Regions from separate parts of the Mus musculus genome. Here regions 2, 3 and 4 are each linked to region 1. A link is a contact called in public promoter capture Hi-C data. All regions are on one chromosome and are shown on one strand. The core of a region is the stretch at or near the end of the contact, and the rest is flanking DNA. Distances in the headings are between cores, read along the strand shown.

Region 1 (3,132 bases), core at 242-2,741:
TTGTAACACGATGTGGCCCAGTAAATCTGACTCTTCCGAGTAAACAAAGTTCCATATTTCCAAGTCATAGAAGGAAATAATGTTGGAAAATAATTAGTGATGTTTAATGTAATCCTACATGAGCTATTTATTAGTTGGATTACTGCTTCTATGTTGTAACTAATATTTAAGAAATTGCTATTCGAGAACTTTTTATATAATATTAAGTAGCAATATCCACAGGACCAAAATCGATAGTAAAACAGTCGTCCCTTTCTAAACAGATAACACAGAGAGGCTGAGTATGAAAGTATATTACATTCTGATAAAAAATCAAAACCAGTCATTGGAATTCAATTATTCATAATTTTCATAAAGCTTTAAAATGAATGCCAATATGTTCCTTTGTTTGTTTATGACACATAGCACATTTTTACAAAATGTCTAGTTATTTCACTATGTGGTATTGGATACTGGTTTTTAAGTTGAATTGACAAATACATGTTTTACATGTTTTTCTATTTTAATTTAATATAATTTAATTTCACATATGCTATATCTCAAGCCATGGACACTCTCTTCAATGATGTTAAACTTCAAGATTATTTTTAAAAATTGTTACCAGAAAGTTTCCAGCAGAGCTGAATAGAACTCTAAACCTGAAGAGAGGAATTAAGTCAGTAGAAGTAAAGAGAAGTCAGAGACTAGACCCGCGCTGCCAGCACCGTCTCTGTAAGCGTCTCACAGGCTAATAGCATCTAAGAGGCCTGGCAAGCCGCTGTTCTGTTGGAACTTTCCATACCTCTTCTAGGAAGTTGGTGAAACAGCAAGGTTTAAACACCCAGGTTATTGCTACCACTCATTGCCTGCCCTGCTAAGCTGCTGCAAAAACAGGTGATGACGGAAACGTAACAGGAAAATGTGAGAGAGTAGTCGTACCAGTCACTTATGGTGCTCAAACAAATCCGGGGGAACGTGCAGTTTTATTTGCGTAGCAGCTGATAAGATAAGCCAACAGCGAACAGCCCCCTTTGGTGATTAGTAAATTATTACCCACAGCCCGAGCTACCGGCCGCTTCCTCTTGGCATTCCTGATGGCGGAGGAGGAAAAGACGGAGCGAAACACATGAAGGTACGGTCTACTGTGAGACATTGTAGTGGGATTATCAATGCGATGTTTGCTAAAGACAGTTGTAGAAATTCCTGATCCATTTAAAAGTGTGAATTCTTATATGCAATTAGGAATGTCTAAACAAAAATTCCCTTTCTTTCTCTCTCGCTTCTCTGGGTATGGGCTAATTTCTAACACTGTCTTCAGGAACACCGCACGAAAGGGCAGAAGATAGCAAGAATTATTACTGCCATAATTTCATTTTTGAGGTTCATGGTAAAAATAAATTTTAAAGACTCAGAAAGGTCAAATTATATGTCACGATAGAGCCTTACTTTCACCTGTTCCAAAGAGCAACTCGAGTGTAAAGAAAGGATAGGATGCTGTAAACGAATTCAAGCTACTGATGACAGCTGCAGGCGCTGACTCTGCGCACGCAGGACTGAAGCCCAGTCATGACTGCCGCGCTCTCAAGATGCCAACAGCAAGAAAAGCGCGTCATTATCCCTATGCTGTCAATTATCACTTTGTGTCTGTTAGTCTGTGAAAATGGCTTCCATGTGAACCGCATAATCCTATTGGCTATTTCCCCTCACTGCCAAACAGAATTTCAAATCTGAGACCTTTCTCCGTGACGGATACAAAGTTTCATTTTACTAATGTGAGTTACACTTGTGGGATGGAAAGCGAAATTCTACGCACTGTGGAAAATATTTAAAGATACTCATAAAGCAAGTTTTAAGAACATTCTAGGTATTACAGTAGACAACATGATTTAGTGTCGATATAAACAAGACTGCTGTAAGTTTGCAAAGGTCTGGGCTTCAAAACCACTAGATATTTGCACATAGAAAGAACAACTTATTAAAGTCCGTGTTTAAACTATATACCAAGAGAAAGTACAGAATTCTGACAGGCAACTAAAGAAGTTAAAATTCATAAGAAGAAACAGGAGAGGCTCTCGAGTGTGAGTGTGTGTGTGTGTGTGTGTGTGTGTGTGTGTGTGTGTGTGTGTATTAAAAGACAGAGAAAGAAATAGAAAGAAAGAACAAAAAAATTCTCTCAAAGTTTCAAAATTCTTTGGAATAAATTTGCTAAGATATTTAGTTGTAAGAAGTGAAAAAGCTGTTTCCAGATTAATGGAAAAATAAATTTCAAGCATAAATATGTCTTGTATGTATATGTTACAGTTAAAGTTATCAAGTTGAGGCCTCTGGAAGATTGAGTCCATGAGAATATCGCTTTGGTTGCAGCTTACATAAACCAGTCAGAACGAAGCGAATTGAAAGCGAAGCACAGCAAATCCTAACGACAGACACGTGGGCGTTTCCAGAGCGAGGCAGTGGTATGACTGCCCTTAGGGCAGGTTAGCAATGAGCCATGACTAAACGGATGGACCAGGGTAAAGAGCAAACTACGCCACTGTAGGCCCGGAAGGCAAGAGGTCAGCTAACGTGAATCTGTGCGGGGTGAGCTCTCTGACAGACAGGTCTGTGTCTTCTCAGGGGCCGACTTCCATGAGACTCAGTGATTCTCACATGCTCATTTTGCATACTGTCACGCAAAATAACAAGAATCAGCAAAGTTTATATAGTACATAATCTATCCCCAATATTTCCCAGATAACAATATGAGAGTCTGATAGATCATTATTAATATGATGGAGGGAAATGAGAGGTATGTCAAACAGAACCCAGTAAGTTCAGAGAGGACTTGGTTCTGACGTGACTTCTGAGTCCTTCTGATGTCCTTAATTCAAAGTACTTCGCTTACATTTTGATTTTTTTTCAAATTTTTTTTTCTCAAATCCCAACACAAATAGAACACTCATTTTGAAGACTATATTTACTCGACTCCAGTAACTTTCCAACACAGAAATTATCATTGGTTCCTTTCCAAATGCTTTTTTTTTTTTTTAATAGCAGAGCTCGTGGTATTTTCTTGAATACATAAAATGGACACACAGTTGAATCAAATCGGAATTCTTAAGGAACTGCATGCTTCGTTTGATTCTGGTAATGAGAATCAGGAAAGGCCAACTG
Region 2 (3,132 bases), core at 329-2,828, 1.9 Mb before region 1:
TGAACAATGACTATATATCAAGAAAAAAAAATAAAAGCAGAATAAAATAGGGCTTTAAAGAAGCCCTAACAGATGACCAAATCCCAAAGGTATGATTAACAATGAGCATAATAAGATCCCAAATTAATAATCATGGTGTGTGAATAGTTTATCTATCATGAAGTAGGCATCCACCTTCATTTATTTTCAGATAGCCTATTTGTGGAATTTCTTTCACAGTGATCTACAGAGCATTTTTGCCACCCATAGATCTCTTCATGTAGAGAGGATTTGTGTCACTTCTACAGTGTCTATTATAATGCCAACATATGCTTGATATGCACTTTAAAAGTAGTGTGTGCATGTGTGGTAGGCAGAAGTCAGTCTTAGGAGCCCCAGGAGCCATTCACTGTTAGGTTCCAGGCTGATACAAGAGGCTTTCAGAAAGGGGAAAGGGGATACCAACTCTATGCCTTTGACCAGGGTCAGACATAGCAAAGTCTGGAACCAGGCCCCCCAGAGTTAAGATTTCAGTCTGTGAGAACGTGACTTTTCCTCCTAAAGAGACTGGAGTAGTCAGTCCCAGGCCAGTGTGTGCTTGGTCTGTGGCACACATGAAGTATTCTGTGTTCCTTTTGTGCAACACTGCTTGGTTAGCTTTCTGATGACTTCGTCCCACTGTATGATAGGTTTTTCTGTTCCATTTTCCCCATACAAACAGTATATAAGATGCTGTACATCTTAATAAATTAGCTTAGCATAAGACATAGTTTTAGGGAAAACCTCCTGACCCCAACTTTCCTGTCTTCTTTATTTCTGATCCGTTCGGTCCCTCCTCTCAGGAGCCTCTCAGTGAAGAATGGCTCACTGGTCCAGATGCATCTACACTCTTTTGTTTTTGAGATGTTTTTCACTCATACTTGGAACTCACTGATTGCTATGCTGGCTGGCAGGGATTGGTATCTTTTCAGTGCTGCATTCCAAGCATGTATCACACCATGTATAGCTTTTTTTTTTTTTTTGTCGGTACTGGGTATCACACTTCATGCTTACATGGCAAGAACTTTAGCCCAGTAGACTGGGGTCTCTCCCTCCCCAGCCGCAGTGATAGTTGCTAGAGCCACTGAAAGAGCCCTTATCAGTTAGGTTGTCACGGATCCTTGCTGAGCACTAAGTGAATATTTCCCACTTGCAAATAAGCATTTGCTGGCCATCCACTAAACGCCAGTCACTTATCTGTCACCAGGATATAAATGTTGTTAGCATAACCACTCTATTAGGGAAGTCATTACTGTTTGTGAGTTGTGACGGTGTATGCCGGGAGGGGGGTGGGAAGGAGAGCGACAGAATGGTTGCTACTGGGTAGGCAGTTAGATGTGAGATGATTATGGAAAAGTGTGTCTGTAGCTTAGCAATGAGAAGGTTACAACTCTACAACAGCATCCTACAAGGGACGGACTCGGCGGCTCCCAACACTGGGTAGCAACGGGACGCCGCGCGCTTGACGTCGTCAGAGCAGCATGGGTTCGGTCTCCGAGCTCGCGCCTGCGCACACTGCTTCTCGCGCTGCTGCTGGGAACTACCGCCTTCCCGCCAGTCGTCACTTCCGGCTGACGCGACGCGTCGGGCGACGTCACGTCCTGCCGCTACCGGTAGGGACCGTGAGTGGCGGCAGGCCGGCTCTCCGGCGCTCCCCTCCCCTCCTCCCTCCCTCCCTGTCCCTCCCTTGGCGGCCGCGAGTCGCGGGGACTCTGGAGCCGGCCTCCTTCGGCGTGAGTGCGGGGGCCTCAAGCAGCCTGAGGCGCCGCGGCAGAGAAGGAGGACGACCGCGACCCTCGGTCCCCGCTCCGCGTCACCGCGCTCGCCGCCGCCATGGCCATGAGGCAGACGCCGCTCACTTGCTCGGGCCACACGCGGCCCGTGGTGGATTTGGCCTTCAGCGGCATCACGCCTTACGGCTACTTTCTGATCAGCGCTTGCAAAGGTGAGCTGAGCCCGCGACGGCCGCGGCTCCCGAGTGCCGACGGGTGGGTGGGTCGTGGCTGCCAGCGACAGCCATCGCGCTGCTGGGACTAGAGGGTCGCCCCTGGCCGGGCTTTATGCGTCCCTCCTCCCCACCGTTGTTAGTGCTCCCCAACACCTCGCCTTTCTACCCACACAACTACATTGTGTTTGCCAAGGATTTACGGGAAGAAGAAATTAGGCCAGGCCGAGAGGAGTGCCCTTTATGTCCTCTCACTCATTGTTTCATCCTTTGTGGTGTGAGCCTCATTTTTTTTTTTCCCCGACGAAAGTGTACGTTAGGTTTATGTGGTCCAAAGTAAAAAGCGGCTATCTAGATCGTTTTGACACCGCATGTCACTGGCATCCAGCCCACGGTTTTTCAGAAGTTTTTATTTATGTGTGCCTGTGTTGTCTCTATGCATGCTTGTACCTGTGTGAAGGGGTGCCCCAAGAGGAAGGCATCAGATTGTCCAGAGCCGGAGTTAGAGGCTGTTGTCAGCCTCCGTGTGGGCGCTGGGAATCGGAATCAGGTCTTGTGGAAGAGCGTTTCCCAGGTCTTTATAGTTGCTTTGTAATCCGAGTTTGCAAAGGTGATGAGGGAGGCCTCTCATTCGGTCCCAAAATTGCTTATGCTTCCCAGGAAGAGTGGCTACAACTCCTTAGTCCCTAGGTCACTGAGACCATATGCACAGACCAGGATGGGGACACCCTCCCCCACGCCCCCACGGCTTAATGGGAGTAGGGGGGAGCAGTCAGAACAACGGTTTTCCAGTAGTTTGCTGCTCAGGATTTGGTATTACGTTGCATGCTTCTAAATCACAGATGTCTGAAAATATTTTCTAGATGGCAAGCCCATGCTCCGCCAGGGAGATACAGGAGACTGGATTGGAACATTTTTGGGTCATAAAGGTGCTGTTTGGGGTGCAACATTGAATAAGGATGCCACCAAAGCTGCGACAGCAGCTGCAGACTTCACAGCGTAAGTGTAACAAAAATGGCTAACTTCATTCTGTTTGAATTTTGTGGTGACATGGCCAGATTCTCCAACTTCACAGTTAGACATGAGGTTCTGACTCCGAGGATGCTATAGACAGTACATGGTGTTTGATCTCACCACGATTCTGTCCTGGCTCTCTGAGCATCCTTGTG
Region 3 (3,132 bases), core at 463-2,962, 1.4 Mb before region 1:
CTTGCACCCACAACGCTGGGGTATAGCCCCCCTTTAGCTTTAAACTTCATCATCAAACCAAGTATCTTGCATTCACTAAAGTGTTTGCTGAATTAAATCTATTACAAGCAAATGCTCATATTATACTAAAGACAGCAACAGATCTTTCTGCTATATGCACACGTAAAATCACATTTACCAGATGGTCAATAATTAGTAGGGCGTTACAGCAGAAACCCTTTATGTATTGATTAACTAGCCGATAGTTTGGACAAAGTTCAATGAGATCATTAGATGACTGAGATGCTCTTTGTAAAAGTGTGCCCTTGTTTTCCCACTGGCTTTCCGAAGATAAGAGTTAAGAATTTTTGTGCACCTTTCTGTGTAATCTTGCCTTCAGGATTTGTGCTGTCTTCCTTGGTGTAAATGAAGAGCTCTTTAAGTCCTTGCAGTACTAACCGCTCTCAAGGAAATTCAGAAAGCTCTGCTCCACTGCACTCAGTGTTCTGGTGTGGCCCCAGAGAGGAACTGAACAATGTTTTCAACTGAAATGAAAAGGTCGACCAAACACTCTTTTCAGATGTTCTACCAATCATGCCTTTAAAGAAACCATCTTCAGGACTGACTGACTTCAGCTTGGGTCAGCACATTGCTTCTTAATTCCTTTTAGTTTTTGGAAGGGATATAAAATAGAACTGTCTACTGAATCTTGAAAGTCAGAATCAGAGTGGGTCCTGGTGAGAAAAATCTTAGCCCTTGGGGGCTGAGGCAGGAATGGTCATAAGTTTGTGTACAGACTAGTGTGTACCACGCGTTCCAGACAGGGCTAAGTAACAAAATCCTCTCTAAAACGACAAATAAAACCAAACCAAAGAGGCACCCAGCTAAAACTCAGAAAATTAAGTGGTTCATACTGAAGAAGGAGGAGGAAGAAGACGAAGAGGAGGAAAATGAAGAAATAAAAAAGAGAATAATCGTGTAAAAGAAAGGAAGGAATAGAAAGAAAGGAAGAAAGAAAGAGAGAGAGAGAGGGAAGGAGGACAGGAGGGAGGAGGACAGAAGGGAGGGAGGGAGGGAGGGAGGGAAGAAAAGAAAAGAAAGGAAAAGAAAAGAAAAGAAAAGAAAAGAAAAGAAAAGGAAAGAAAAGAAAAGAAAAGAGAAAGACTGATTGATTCTCAGAGCAATGTGGGGCACAGGTGTAAACTGGTAAAGTTCCCGAGTGAAATGTTGCAGATGGGAACTTATCAACCTTAGAGCTCTCAGAGCTGGAGCTTGGCCATTACTGTGGGGCTCTGTGATGTGCAATAGCTTTGATGTTGCCCTAACGACCCTGCCCCCTTGCAACACTTTCCTAAGTCACTGTGAAACAAGTTAGTTGCCTAACAGACTCATAATTTCGCAGGTTTCACTTTGCACCCTGAAGGTATTCACAGCAATAGAGCCCCTCCCCCGAGATTTACATTTCCTTAAAACATTTTCTTTTTAGGTTTTCCAAATTCAACACTAAGGTCTTTTTGTTTCCAGCGACATAAAAGTTAGCAACCCCTTCCTTGCTTCCCTTCTTCCGGAGCCGGAACAGAACTGCCAAGATCCTTAGCAGAGAAAGACCCTCACCAGCCACAGCAGTTTCGGGGCGATTCAGGGGTGGGATTTGGCAAGCTCCGAAGGCGGGGCTTGGCACGGTCAGGAGGCGGGGTGATTAATAGAAAAATAGCCTGAAAAAGGGCGGTGCCAGCGCGGGTCCTGTTGGTGAAAAGTCCCAGAAGTGCACAGGCTCGGCAGGACAACTTGCAGCCCTTCTCCCTGGATTCAGGTGGGTGCTGCGCACGGCCACGGTGCTGCTCCCAGGCTAGGAGTGGGTGGGTGCAAGGGGCCGGTGGGTGGCAGGTGTAAGGCTAGAGAGTGGCTGTGCCTGTTTGAAAAGCCTTTGTTCCCTTTAGTTGTTTAAATGACCACCCCCCGCCCCCATTTTTGTGGCCCGCTCTAAATGAGAATTGTGCTTTTCTGTTCCTGCATTAAGTTTTCCTTTCTCAAACTCCAAGAAGAAACTTGGGAGCACGAGTCTTTTCATGTTTAAGAGATGGTTTTCTTATTTCTTATTTTCAAGCCCAAGTAGCATTCCCTTTGAAAGGGTCTCTTGATCTTGAGGGGAGGGGAAAAAAAATACATGCAAGTTGTAACAAGATGAGAAGTCACTGCGGTTTCAGCAACTTCTGTCCTTTCCCAGGGAGTAAAACCCTACAGTGTCCCGGGTGACTTGGACATGCAGGCCTTTCAACTTGTTGAAAAGTTGTTTGCTTTTCTAGATTCTCCTGTGGTAGGCAAGAGAAATCTCTACAAGTCTTTACACTGGTACTTTTGATATCATATGACTTACAGACTTAGCAGAGCAGCAGAGCGTGCTCTGTTGTGACTGTAGCCTGATGACCAAAGACCTGAGGGCGCAGCCCTTGGGCAGCTACTCCCCAGAGCCGCCCTCCCCTGTGGCCACTGTAGTCTGGCCCCACTGAGGCTGTAGGGAAGGTGCCTGGGACTCTGATCATGTGTGTATTTCTGTTCTTCCTCTGTTGCAGCCCTCTTTTCTGTCCTCACAACAAATGTGTTTGCTGCTTTCGATCCATTGAAAATTGAAGAGTCATGGCCTTGTGGCTGTGTGCCCAGATTTTCCAAGTTTCACAATACTGATGCAGATAGGGCAAACAGTTTTGAGAAGAAAAGAACTTTGCTTTTTCTTGGCTGAGGGCCCATGAGGAGAAAGAGGAGTATTTCTCAACTGCAGATAGCACTGGGGCAAAATATGACAACAGGAGTTACAGGAGAAGCTTCCAGGAAATGAGAAAACAGCACCCCACAATTCCTAGAATGGAATTGTGAGTCCAGGAACTATACAGGTCGGCGATGACAGGGCTCCAGAGACAGGCAGGTGGGGTCTCCAGTCTCCATTGTACCACCTGGCCTTATTTATACCCTACTCAAGCTTCTTTCCTTCAAAGTAGAAGAAAATGGTTTCTGTGTCGGAGTCTTTCATCCCAAGCTGTTTTCAGTCAACTGGTGGGCATCCCTTTGCTCTCTCCTGACAGGCATCCTGGGTAGGTGAAGAGACCCTTGTGTGATGGTGATTGTCCCGGGAGAGGGAGGGCCTAGGGCTTAGAG
Region 4 (3,132 bases), core at 365-2,864, 1.2 Mb before region 1:
GTGGCTAGGGAGGCAGGCAGTGGGGGAAGGGACGAGGGAGCGTGTAAAATGATGGCGAATGACAAAGCCACATGCTTCCCTCACTCTGCCTGTAATCCTAAAATCCCAGCGGCCCCTTTTAGCTTCCTAGTAACAAATGGATTTGATTAAACCGTCACACGCAGTGTTAGCATAGCATATCGTGTTCGGTATGAAAAAGATCATAAATCTGACTTGTGTTTCATAACAGCAATCTGAGTAGCCCCGGTTAAAATGTGCTGAATCTCTCTCTCTCTCTCTCTCTCTCTCTCTCTCTCTCTCTCTCTCTCTCTCTCTCTCTCTCTCCCTGTTAAGATGCAGACACTTGGGTACAAGGAACCTATGTCCACTGAACACGACACAGTCACTTTTGCAACACACAGAAGCAGTGTTTTGATATTAAGGTTGCATTGGGAGAAGCAGGGGTGTAGACAAAAACAAGGTTGTAATTTCAACTCTTTCTTGGGGGTGGCAGGCATACATTTCATCAAGCAGGTGTAGAAAGGTCTGGGAAAATACCCAAGACTGATATCACTTCCCTTAGCCTGGTAGCAACACCCCGCCCCCAACCTTTGCAAACTGTCCCAACCCCTCTTCCAGAGTCAGGGTGTGCGAATGTTGCAGCTCCCAATGAACTTTGTCTATTATGCACTAGACTCCTACTTGAGATGTTGCGTCGCGCTGCAGCCGCGCGCTCCACTCTCTTCCTCCGGCATCCACGTCTTCCGCCCCACATCTATTTCATGTCTCATCACAAAAATAATGATGCCTCCCATGATTTAAACAGAACCAAACAAACACAAAACCCTCTCTGCAGACCTGCAGCCCGGTGAAAGTTGCAGTGGTGGTGGGGATGGTTCGGGTGCAGCTTTACTTTATGCCTTCTTGGGAGAGGATGGGGAAGAAGAAGAAAAAAAAGCCACCCAACATCCGCACACGCACGCGCGCACCAGCAGACATACACAGCACAAATAAGCCGACGCGTGAGTACACAACCCCTGACTTACCTTCTCAATTAAGCGATACAGGGGAGGGTGTTCAATGAGCCCAGCGGCTGCTTGGTAGCGCTTCTCCTTGGGAAAGGTCAAAAAGAAACATTGTTTGAAAAAAAAAAAGGAAAAAAAAAAACCGGGGGGTAGAATCTCTCTCTATATATTTTTTTAAGTTTAAAATAATGAGGTCCTCCAGGATCCGCCAAGTACCAGTGTGGACCGCATGCGAGCCACAGGTGTCCTTCTTTTAGGCAACTGCAGTCCGGGGGATGTCTCTCTTGGTCCTGGCTCCTGACAACTTACCCCAGCAGTGTGCGAGGAGCCCGAGCTGAAGGAAGCCCTGGCTCTCAGCCGCAAAATGCAATCCCTTCCCAGCCAGACATAATACAGCCCAAGAAAAGGTCACCCAGTTATTACAGCGCCTCGGAGCCCAGGCAGCGCCTGTCAGATCCACAGTGAAGGCAGCTCCCTTCCGATTTAAGAGTATTTACCTCTCGCCCCCACCCCTCCCTCTTCTCTCTCTTCCTTCTCTCCCTCCCTCTAGCTGGCTCCCTTGCTCGCTAGCTTGCTTGAGCTCTCTCTCTCTCTCTCTCTCTCTCTCTCTCTCTCTCTCTCTCTCTCTCTCTCTCTCTCTCTCTCTCGCTGTGTCTCTGCTGTCTGTTCCGCAGCTCAGTCAAGTACAGCCGCCCTCGGAAAGTGCAAAAGCAGCCACGAGACAGATCCAGGCTTTGTTGCTAATTTCCCAGGGTGAAAATTGACAAGCCTGGGAGTGCAGTCAGCACAACCCATTGCATATGCTACTGACAAACGCTGGGGACATCCCCTCCCACCCATGCCTATCACACAGAGAATGTGACCTCTGCAGGACTGGACTCTGGAAGGACCCTACCTCCAGGACTCGCCCACAAGAAGAACTGCAAAAGAGCTCCAAAGGAGAAGGGTAGGGCTTCCTAAAATAACGGGGGCATTTTGGAATAGGATGGGGACTATGAAAGCAAATTGCCCTCTAAATCTGTTACTGACAGTGCCAGTGGAGGAAGTTAAAATAAAAGCCAAGGAATCAAAGTGCTACCAGGGAACACTGGAAAACTGCACAGCCCTCCTTTTAGTAAATGTCTGGGGGTGTCTGCAGTTTCCAGGGCTATGAATTCTGTTTAGAAACTCTCTGAAGTCCCTGTGCAGAATGCCTTGTCATGTAAACTCAGGCCAGGCAGTGCCACACACCCTTTCCTCTCTCTCGAATGGCCCCAGGAGTCAGACTGTGAACTTGTACCCCATACCAGGTGCTGAACCCAAAGTGGCCACTGAAACACACTTACTACAGATAGGTGAATACTTGACTTTGAAACCTGCTTCAGTGTTAGTCCCCAGGAAGCTGAGCCAGACTTCCAGGACTAAGCCGGTCCCCTGGCCACTTGCCCACCTACACCCTGCCTTCATACACTTATTTTAAGGCCTGGGTACATCCTTTTATTTTTGCCTCTAAATTTTTCCCATTACTCTTAACCTCTTCCCTGCACTCCGATGCTCTATAGGTCACTGGTAGCTTTAAACCATCTCCTTTTTCTAAGTTTTTAAACTTCAGCTATCGCCCACTTTGGTGTCTCTATCAAGGTCCTCTCAGCATCTCTCACAAAGCCTTGTCAAAAGGTTAAGCTTAAAAATAGTGCCAGTTTGAATGACACTGGATGTGATGCTCTCAGTGCCAAGACAGGATCAATTGTTGAACTACCCACCCACCCCAAAAAAACACTACCCACAAAACACCCTTCAAACAATACAGAAAAACTTTGCTACTTCTGTAACATCAATTTTAATATCTATCTATCTATCTATCTATCTATCTATCTATCTATCCGATCTATCAAATTATATATATATATATATATACATATATATATATACACACACACACACACACACACACACACTAAAGCAGTCCCCCTTGAATATTTATGTTAAATTATGCTTCCCTATATCCAAAGTCCTGGCATAGCCGGTCTAATTTATTTTTTAATCCCAACCTTCAGAAGGCTCCTAAGAAAATAGTAGGTGGCTTGCTTTCTTCTCCCTTTCAAAGACAACAAAACTCAGAACTAACCTGAAAAATACCGAAATTCAC

Evidence for each region. Promoter capture Hi-C pulls out the DNA fragments that hold promoters and counts their contacts.
Region 2: a contact with region 1 is called in a promoter capture Hi-C map of liver, with 7 times the contacts expected there. The contact joins the promoter of Strap here to the enhancer-like site in region 1. A contact is called at or near these places in 4 of 39 promoter capture datasets (cranial neural crest, hippocampal neurons and liver) and 2 of 115 datasets of contacts at active chromatin or transcription factors (embryonic forebrain and pancreatic cancer cells).
Region 3: a promoter capture Hi-C map of liver shows a contact between it and region 1, with 7 times the contacts expected there. The contact joins the promoter of Mgst1 here to the enhancer-like site in region 1. A contact is called at or near these places in 5 of 39 promoter capture datasets (cranial neural crest, embryonic stem cells, hippocampal neurons and 1 more) and 2 of 115 datasets of contacts at active chromatin or transcription factors (hepatocytes and kidney).
Region 4: a contact with region 1 is called in a promoter capture Hi-C map of liver, with 3 times the contacts expected there. The contact joins the promoter of Lmo3 here to the enhancer-like site in region 1. A contact is called at or near these places in 5 of 39 promoter capture datasets (cranial neural crest, hippocampal neurons, liver and 2 more), 4 of 115 datasets of contacts at active chromatin or transcription factors (astrocytes, embryonic forebrain, embryonic midbrain and 1 more) and 1 of 9 other capture datasets (liver).

What each region holds. Positions count from the first base shown.
Region 1 is chr6:139,586,155-139,589,286 of GRCm38.p6, forward strand. No RefSeq gene overlaps it. Among named protein-coding and RNA genes, the nearest start is that of Pik3c2g, 26 kb to the right of the region's middle. Within about 2 kb of position 1,492, at least 33 of the 459 cell types and tissues checked have an H3K27ac peak or open chromatin away from gene starts, as enhancers often do. A contact at or near this core is called in hepatocytes, liver and pancreatic cancer cells, where this site is marked.
Region 2 is chr6:137,733,504-137,736,635 of GRCm38.p6, forward strand. It overlaps Strap (serine/threonine kinase receptor associated protein), which reads left to right and starts at 1,579. Exons shown (of 10, transcript NM_011499.3): 1 at 1,579-1,963; 2 at 2,827-2,962. The coding sequence starts at 1,852.
Region 3 is chr6:138,138,815-138,141,946 of GRCm38.p6, forward strand. It overlaps Mgst1 (microsomal glutathione S-transferase 1), which reads left to right and starts at 1,713. Exons shown (of 4, transcript NM_019946.5): 1 at 1,713-1,792.
Region 4 is chr6:138,421,416-138,424,547 of GRCm38.p6, forward strand. Lmo3 (LIM domain only 3) reads right to left here and starts at 1,615. Exons shown (of 4, transcript NM_001356306.1): 1 at 1,026-1,615. It overlaps A830011K09Rik (RIKEN cDNA A830011K09 gene), which reads left to right and starts at 1,690. Exons shown (of 4, transcript NR_126073.1): 1 at 1,690-1,950.